Linked DNA regions of Capra hircus: region 1 is linked to region 2. Evidence: chromatin contacts called from public Hi-C data. All regions are on one chromosome and are shown on one strand. Each heading gives the region's core, a stretch centred on a gene start, on an enhancer-like site or on the middle of the called end of the contact. The rest is flanking DNA. Distances are from core to core; before and after follow the strand shown.

What was found. Hi-C and Micro-C count contacts between places; a contact is called where the count stands out from the background.
Region 1: a Hi-C map of blood shows a contact between it and region 2, with 4 times the contacts expected there. The contact joins the promoter of ATP6V0C here to the enhancer-like site in region 2. A contact is called at or near these places in 2 of 5 Hi-C or Micro-C datasets (both in blood).

The regions. Positions count from the first base shown.
Region 1 is chr25:1,907,691-1,911,915 of ARS1.2, reverse strand. It overlaps ATP6V0C (V-type proton ATPase 16 kDa proteolipid subunit), which reads right to left and starts at 2,228. Exons shown (of 3, transcript XM_018040321.1): 1 at 1,967-2,228. The coding sequence starts at 2,045.
Region 2 is chr25:1,816,702-1,821,180 of ARS1.2, reverse strand. It overlaps LOC102183842 (ATP-binding cassette sub-family A member 17), which reads right to left. Exons shown (of 30, transcript XM_018040917.1): 19 at 3,422-3,695; 20 at 3,053-3,257; 21 at 2,291-2,510. Among named protein-coding and RNA genes, the nearest start is that of CCNF, 25 kb to the left of the region's middle. Within about 2 kb of position 2,975, at least 1 of the 5 cell types and tissues checked has an H3K27ac peak or open chromatin away from gene starts, as enhancers often do.

The DNA.
Region 1 (4,225 bases), core at 979-3,478, 91 kb before region 2:
AGACATGGGCTCGAGAAAGAAATCAAACCAGAGTTTGACCCAACTGGACAAGTATAAAAATTTGGCTACTGTACGGCCACAGCAAGCAGCCTACGGGGAGGGGAGAAGGATGGAGCTGTGTACAAGCCAACCAGAGCAGGTGGCCCCCAATCCCCAGGAGCCTGGACCAGTGACACCCTATTCTCAGTAACTTTCAAAGGCCTGCTGGTGAGGGCTCCGCTCAAAGGCACCAAGTAAGTTCTAGAAAGAGCGGGAAGTGAGGCACCTGGTGACTGGAAGGCGGCCAGGAGCTGGATACAGAAAAAAGCTTGGGGGAAAACAAAGCCAGAATTCACATTCCATGTGGGCAAGGTTCTTGTCTTGCTCACTGATGTCCCCAAGTGTCTGGCACTCAGGAGTTCAACTGAGATTGGCTGAATGGCCAATGACAGACACAATCAACAACCCACAAGTGGCCAGGCACCGGCCCTGGAGGTATTCCGGAAGCAAACATCAAAAGAGACTGGAGAAAAAGGAGGCACAGACAGCTGTCCCCCACAAGGAGCGGGCACAGGCAGCTCTGGAAGATGTGGAAATAGAGGCGGCACCTAGGGTGGAAGGGGAAGTACAGGCATTTCTCCCACCACAAATGACCCCTAACTCGCACATGATGGGAAGGGCAGGGCCCACTCAGTGGCTTGTGACCTGCAGCAGGCAGGCCCGGGCAAAGGGAGGTCCCCACACCCCCACCCCACTGGTGTTTACAGTCAGCAGACACTGTTTGGAGCTCAATCCCTGCACATACCTGCACAAGCCGCCTCTCCAGTCCCAGATAGGGTGGGGCAGGGCGAGTCATCAAAGCCCCAAGCCAGACGAACCCAAGGAAGCCTGGACTAGACCAGGCCAAACCAGTTGGTGGGGCTGTAGGGGGGTCAGGACTCATTTCTGAGTCCCACATCCCTGGCTGGGCCCAAGTGCTCATCTCCCAGAAAGGCCAATTTCCACTGAATTTTACACCCAAGACTGTTAAGACCCCACTTCAAAACTAGAGTGTCATCTAGAACACTGGAAGGCCCCCTTCTCCATTCCTGGGGCAGCCCCTCCCAATTCCAGGCCTCAGCAAAGGGGAGAAAGGTCATTCATTCATTCAGACCTGAAATGAAGACTCCTCCCAAGGAAGAAAGCTCAATCACCTCAACGCTGAGGCTCCTCGCTAACTCGCCCACCCAGACAAGCGTCCACACACAGTGCAGAGGCTGGCCTGTTTCCTGGACATCCACCCTGCGCCCTCAGCCTGTCTGACCCACCTCCACCTCTAGACTCCACTCCCACCTCTGAGTTCCTGCCCTGCTCTCAAGACCAACCTCTCAACCCAGCTTTTCCTACCAACCCACACAGCCTAGTGTTGGGAAACACCGACAAACCCTAACTGGAAGCACCTGTTTAAGTGCAGACCCACCTGAACGCCCCCCACCCCCGCTGCCCCATGGAGGCGGGGGGCAGGCCGCCACAAGGGCGAGGGCCGTGGACCTCGGCGGGGAGCACCCAAAGGCCGGCCCCTTGTGGGGGTAGCTTTCCGAGGCGTGATGTCACACCTGCCAGCAGGATGGGGGGGGCGGGTGCGGAGCAAGCGCAGGACCGCGGGCCCCCACCCCGGTCTGCCCCCGCCTCTCCGGGGACTAAGATGGCAGCGACGACGCCGCCCCTCCCCCGCACCGAAGAGACCGGCTGGCAGGGGGCCGTCCGGGACCCCCTGGGACCCACATCTGGGCCCAGTCCGCGGGCCCCACTCTCCAGACACCCAACGGCCCCTACAGCCCTCAGGGTCCCGATAACACCACCCCCCCGCAGTCACGTGAGACCCGGGACCCCCCCCCAACAGCTCGAAATTACGTCAAAATGACGTCACACGCCGAACCCCGGGGAGCAACAGGCACGAGCCCCGCGGGTCCCCCGTCTCCCGGGTCCCTCCTGCCACGGCGCTCACCGCTGAAGACCATGGCGGCTGAGGCACCCATGACCGCGAAAAAGGAAGCGTACTCGGGGCCGCTCTTGGCCTCGGACATGTCTGCGGGTGGGGAGGGGGGGCGAGTTCAGCGGACCGAGGCCGGGGCGAGGTCGGGCCGGGCGCGGCGAGCGGCGGGCTGCGCGAGGCGAGCTGTCCGGAGGCTGCGAAGGCGACCCGGCCCGTCAGCCGCTGCGCTCTAAATACCAGCACCGCAGGACAAAATGGCGGCCGCGGGCGCGTCACATGACCGGGGCCCCGCCCCTGCGGCCCGCACCACTCCGCACGGGCGGGGGGAGCCGCGGCGGGGACGCCGGGCGCCCCGCCCCGCCGGCCTGCACCCCAGCGCACCGCCTCGCGCCGGCCGCCGCGGGCGCCCCTGGGACCTCGCTGCGGTGGGCCCGTCCGGTCGCAGGGCCGGGGCGGGGCGGGGCGCGCCTGGATTAGCATACGGGGCGGGGCTCGCGGCGCCCCGCCTTCTCTGCGGCTGCGCCGCTCCGCGGGGTTTCGGTTCCGAGCGTCGCGTTCCTCTACGGTCTCCGAGTGGAGCCGGGCCGCGGGGTTCTAACGGTCCAGACCGCAGGGACTCAGGACTGCGGTCTACCCTCGACGTCCTCACACCCTCCGGGGTGACCTGAGGGCGGAGCCGGAGTTCTGTGTCCCGAGGCACCAACCACCCCCGTCCCCTGTCGACCACGTCTCCAGTCTCTTCCAAACCCGTCCAGCAATTTGGGATTTCTCCCGTGGCGTCCGAGAAAAAGGAGGCCCCTACTCTGTATCTGTGTCCTCTTTTGCATCAAACCTAGACTGCTGTTTTGGAGGGGTTGTCTCTACCCCTCAGCTTGTAGGCGCGGTTGGTTTGAAACCCTGCACGACCTGTGAAGTCGTCCCCGGATAGCTGTATCGTCTGGGGTCCCTTGTCCTGCCTGTTCCCACAGCAAGCCCACGAATCCAGGGCTGCCCTTGTTTCTGGAACAGCAGTAAGTGGTTCCCTCTGAGCCTAGCAGACCGTCTGGCCTGGGGCTGGGACTGCCCTGATAATCTCATATGGGTATACTGGTACCCCGACTGGCTGCCTTATCGCTGCCCACCAGCTCTGGTTCCCTCTGCCCTTTCATCTGGCCCATTTCAGGAGCCCTGGGTGACTGCCATCTGATCCTGGGTCTCCCTTGAGCCCCACCCCTTGCCCTGACATTAAAGCGCTCTTCATGAACAGCCAGAGCTATAGCAGTCATCAGCCTTCTCCACGTGGGCATTGGAGTCACTGCCTCTGGCCTGGCCTTCCCACTGGACCCATCTTCCACACCAGGAACCTGCCTCATAGTCTCTTCTCCACCGTGAGGCTGACTCTGCACCACCTCCAGCACCAAACTTGCAACCCTTGAGTGCCATCTCTCTCCTGTTTCCAAAGAGAGGAGGCTGCCATTCAGCCTGAGCCCTCCCCACCGCCCTCCACCGCCTGACTCTGACTTCTGGAAAGAAATCTTCACTTGGTGTCTCCAGCTCCTCCCCAGCCCGCTGCCCTGGCAGGTTGCTGGTGACCAAGCTGACCGTTTGTCAGGCTCTCTGAAGGGGCCTGTCTGCTGTCTCAGCCTGCTGCCCACCTCCCCACCCCTCCACTCTCTCTAGCTCACCCCCACCTACCCTGCTGCCCATGGCCTTCCTCGGGTCACAAGGAGAAGCAAAGACGGGCCCAGGCGCTGAAGCCTCAGCGTCACCGTAGGTTCTGGGTGTTTCCAGGGCTCCGCCTGCTGTGTCCTGGGTGATCACCCATACATTTCCACACTTGAAGCCATCCGGACAAGTACATGCCTGAATGCCTGCCCCAGGCCCAGCCCCCATAACTCAGGAACTTAGGGTCCACAGCCTGGGGAGCCCAGAGCAGGGAGCTGGCACAGCTGGGTGGGAGGGAGGCTGCATGCTGGGGCAGAATTCGGACTAAGGAAAGGAGGTGCAGGACAGCCCCTCGGACAACTGTACAGCCAAAAGCACGGTGGTGGCAGAGCGAGAAAACCCCTCTATGGCTGAAGTCCCGAGACCAGGAGTTCAGGGAGACTGTTCCCTCCACGGGCGTGGAGGGCAGCTCAGCTCTGCTCACTGTCTTCTGGTTTTCTGCCCAAGTTCTGGTATGAGAGGTCCCAGTGGATCTCCAGTGGGCCACTGACACCTCAAACTGAGCTCACCTCCCCCAACTTCACCAGTGGCTTCCCCTTGGGTTATTTCCATTTCCAGCAAGAGGCA
Region 2 (4,479 bases), core at 1,726-4,225:
GAAAACAAGTATACTTCAATTAGAAAAAAGAAATAAAGGAGCGGTCAGTAAGTTGTCTGGTCCAAAAACAAATACAGAAACTGGGGCCTCTTAGAGATTAGAGAAGCCAATTTTTTATCTTATATTGAAAAGTGAAGAAATAACAAACAAGGTTATAAATAACCTTTGGTATATTTAAAATATTTTAAATGTTTACAACAAATAAACACAACTGCTCTGCAAAATAACCATGCTACTCATAAGCAAATTAATCTGTAAGAGGGTGAACTCGGTGTGCTGCATGGGAACGGACCTGCATTGGGGCTGTGCCTACAGCCCTCTCCCATCCGCAGGCTGCTTGGTGCTAACCCCAAGCCACTCCACGTGCCACCAGCTGCCACCCTGCACAAACCACAACACATCTCCACCAACAAGGAGGTGGGATTAGAGCGTCCATTTCGGAAAGCTCTAATGGCTTCATGACTGGCTACACCACCCGCTCCAAATCAGGGGGTTCTGCAAGGAAGACAGCCTGGGGACACGTGACTTTCTTCAGACTCCCTGAAGAGAGGCTGAACAGACTCTTCATCTGAAAACAGGCTCTACTCTCAGGGCTTGGATTTAGAGTAGTACAGCTTTGGGGGATCAATTTATGAAATTCCTGTCAGTGGATGCCACTGCGATGTACAGGGAGTTGAACTTGGATGTGAGGTCTCCAGACCAACATTTCCTGGACCAGGACCCAGTAACTGAGCAGCAGAGCCATGGGGTCCACCTGTGGGGATGGAAGCACCATTTGGGGGCGTAGCTCGAAAGTCGTGGCTCCACATTGCGGCTGAGGCATCAGGGTCATGGCTCTGGTGATCAGACAGTTGCACCTGCGGATACCAGGCCCCAGTGGGTAGTTGCAGAGGGGAAGAGGCACAGTGGCTCATGTCCTCTTCTCATATAGAAGTCTAAATGTGGAAATCTACCCTGGAGACTGAAGTAGAGGGGAGCAGGGAAACTGCCCCAACTCAGCTCTGTGGCTCCTGGGTGGGACAGAGACAGACTTAACCACAAGGCAGTCTTGAGAGCCCTGCCTGGAGTGAACAGTCAGCCACAGAGGCTCCCAGACCTTCCTGGGTCAGTGACCATCTTCCGACGCCCAGGAGAGGAGTGCTCGACAATCCCACATGTGGTCACAGGGACAGGTATTCACAGCTCCTGCTTACTCACCTGCCTGCCTTCCTTCCTTCTCTGCTGGTCCTGCTCTAGCACTGGCTGAGGACGGAGGAGAGGCCACAAAGCACCCTACCTATTCGCCCGACTGAGGACTCTCCTCTGCTGACCCCGGGGTGGGATGCGCCCTCTGCTGGCTCTTGTGCTCTCTTCCTCCTTCGCTTCGCTCCTGCACGTTGTTGGCCGAGATCCCTGACTACCTTTCCAAGAAAGTGGGCTATGGGTTTGACCGCTGTTGCCCAGCTGAAGTAGTCTTTGCTCTGTCCCCCCATCTGCATGACGACAGAATTCAGTACAGAAACCTCTGTCTTTCAGGAAGTGTTTGGGTCTCTCTTCATTCAGTGTTGGACATTTGATAAATCCTTTCAGTCTTGAAGTCTGCTTTTTTCACTGGGAAATTTTGTTTCTTGGGTAGTTTCCTCAACCTGATTTCCTGTTTTCTCTTTCTGGAAGGCTTAGTGATTGAATACAAAGAGCATCTCCCGCATTTACCGTCACCTTACCTGCCTTTTCTCTCAACTTCTCTATTTCTCTTAACTTTTTGTTCTACTTTCTGGAAAATTCATTGTCTTTATTTTCCAACCCCTCTGCTAAATTCTTGTTTTGGCAATCAGATCTTTCTTGTTTCCAAAGTTTTTCTTCTTCATGGAATTCTACAGAAGTCTCTTATTACCTTCTCTCAAACTGAGGAGTAGTCTGTTTCATTGAAGTGCGTGATCACCAGTGGATAGTTTGATGATTCTGACAAGTATTTTTGCCCATGTAGTCAACATCTCAATCACAATACGGCTGTCCCCATCACTCCAGGTCCCCTCTGGTCTCTGTGCAGTGGACGCCCAGCCCCGAGCTCAGGGCTGCGTCGTCCAGGCAGCACCCAGTGTGCTGTCTGTCCGCACTGCGGCCTGTGCTGAGTGTCTGTCCCCTGGGGGGTGCATGTCTGCAACACTGACGGTTTGGGGCTCTTCCAATGACCACTGCTGAGAAGAGCCTCATGCAGGCCCCTACAGACATATGCTCTCACAGGCACGACTTGTGTGGCTGCCAGAGGGAGGGTTAAAGCTGTGTGATGTGTAGACCTGATGGGCCTCACCTTTTTCACTTGTGACCGAGACAAGAACAAAGGGGCCAATGCTCAGAAAGGTCAGCATGATGATGAGTTTGACACAGGCATTCCCCGCATTGTCAAAGCAGAAGCTGGTCAGGTAGATGAAGGGGATGATGGCCCAGGCATAGAGCATCAGCATCAAGAAGACAGCTGGGACATTCTCCTCGTGTGTAAAAGCCTCCTCATCATAGTATAGAAACACCACCTGGGGAAAGTGGGGCAGAATTTGGAAAAGTCACTAAGACTCAGGCCTAAGCATGAGAGAAAGGATATAATAATCTCAACTTATTCTTCTAAGGTAAACAAGGTGTTGGCAGGACTCCAGCAGCACCGCCCCTCCCTCACTCCTCTGGCCGTGCAGGGGACACCAGTGCAGTGAGAGGAGGAGCACAGAAGCAGAACCAGGGAGGACGTGCTCCAGGCTGCACCCCTCAGGGCCCTGGTAGGCTACTTCTGGAACTTAAACATCTGTCCCCAGGGCACTGTCTTACCAGCCTGAGGCAGCAACTCTGGGGAAGTCACCACCTAGAGGCCCCAGAGCAGGGCCCCTGCTCCTAACGACACTGGGACAGGAACCGCCTTTCACTGAGGGTCAGCGAGGAAGCTGCATTCACAGCCATGTGGCCCATCAGGGGCGGAGCTGCCAGCTTAGACTTCTGGTTGGGTCCCGGTTCTTTGCAGGGGCCCCAAGGTCAGTCCCCTGGACACACGGGGTTGGGGGGAGGGGCCCCTCACAATGCAGCTCACCAGCAGCAGCAGGCTGGGGACAAGGAAGGACAGGAGGTCCCACAGCAGAGATGAGAGCCAGAACGTAGCCACGTGGACGCCGCTGATGAACTGGATCTGCTTGGCCTTGAGGCCTCTCTCTTTGACTGTCAAGATGGAAAAGGAACTCGAAAGGAAAGCCATTCCAAAAAGCAAGTTGATGACAAGATAATGTCCTTTAGGGCCCCTGTCAAAGGCAGGATATAAAGAGAGAGGCAGTCATTTAAGTAGAACCGGTCAAAGCAACCATATTCCAAAATAACAATTTGTAATTAAAACAAAGAGACAAAAAGGGAGAAAGCTGGCGGTAAAGGGAGCAGCTTAGCGAGGAGGAAGGAAAGCTGTCCATACTCATACAAGATGTCCTCCGCGATCTCCATGCTCGACTGAGGCTGAGGGTGGTTCAGTACCGTTATGGATGCCCTGGGCCCAGAAAGCAACTTGAACAGGATGTTATCCACCAACGCCAGCACCTGGGCCGTGGAATGGTACGCCTGGTTATTGAACAGTGCTGTCACGATGGTGTGGTTCCCCACGTCATCAAAAGAAATGGCTACCAGGTAGTTCTGGTCAAAGACCTCAGGCTCCTCCTCCAACTTTTTCAGGAGGAATGGTTCCACTGGGCCTGGAAGAAAACAGACCACTGAGCGGGTCGCACCAGGCCTCGAGAGGCAGGGAGGACAGCGGCTCCTCCTGAATGTCTCTCTCCTCACCAAGCCTCACACATATCCCCAGTGGGGTCCTCCCATCGTGGCAGTACCCTGACTTCCAGTCATCCACTTGGCCTGCAGGGCTGCCTCCTGCCTGAGCCCCTCAGGCCTGGGGCCTCAAGAAAAGTTTTCCTTTCCTTGACTGGAGCAGCAGTGAAGTCTTGTCCAGGCATCTTTCAGGCTTCCCTGCTGTGCAGCCCCCAGTCACACCACAGGCTTTGAACTCAGGCACGCCCTCTGACCCTCTGAGGCTGAGCTATGTCTATGTGACCATCACGGACTGTTCCTCTGTACTACTGCTTATCCACAAGACCTCTGGGCTAGGAGCTCTCTGAGAGCTGTTCATCACCACACTTCTAGCACACAGGCTGATTGACCAAGAACCCTGGAATTTTTAAGCTGGAATGATCACTGTACTGGTGGCTGAGGGTTACTGAGTGCCAGTGTTGCAGTGCGAAGCACCTTTGATGGGCACTCCCCTGGACCCTCCGGTGACAGTGTGAGGAAACCAAGGTTGGGAGAGGCAAGGCACTACAATCCCAACCATTTCTGCAGCTGATCTCTTGTACTTTACTAAAAATGAATCCTTAAAATTTTCATTTTAAATTAAAATAACACGTCAATATAATTTTAAAAATCAAATAATTATACAAAACTTACAATGAGAGATGACAGTGCCATGGCCTTCCACAGCACTAT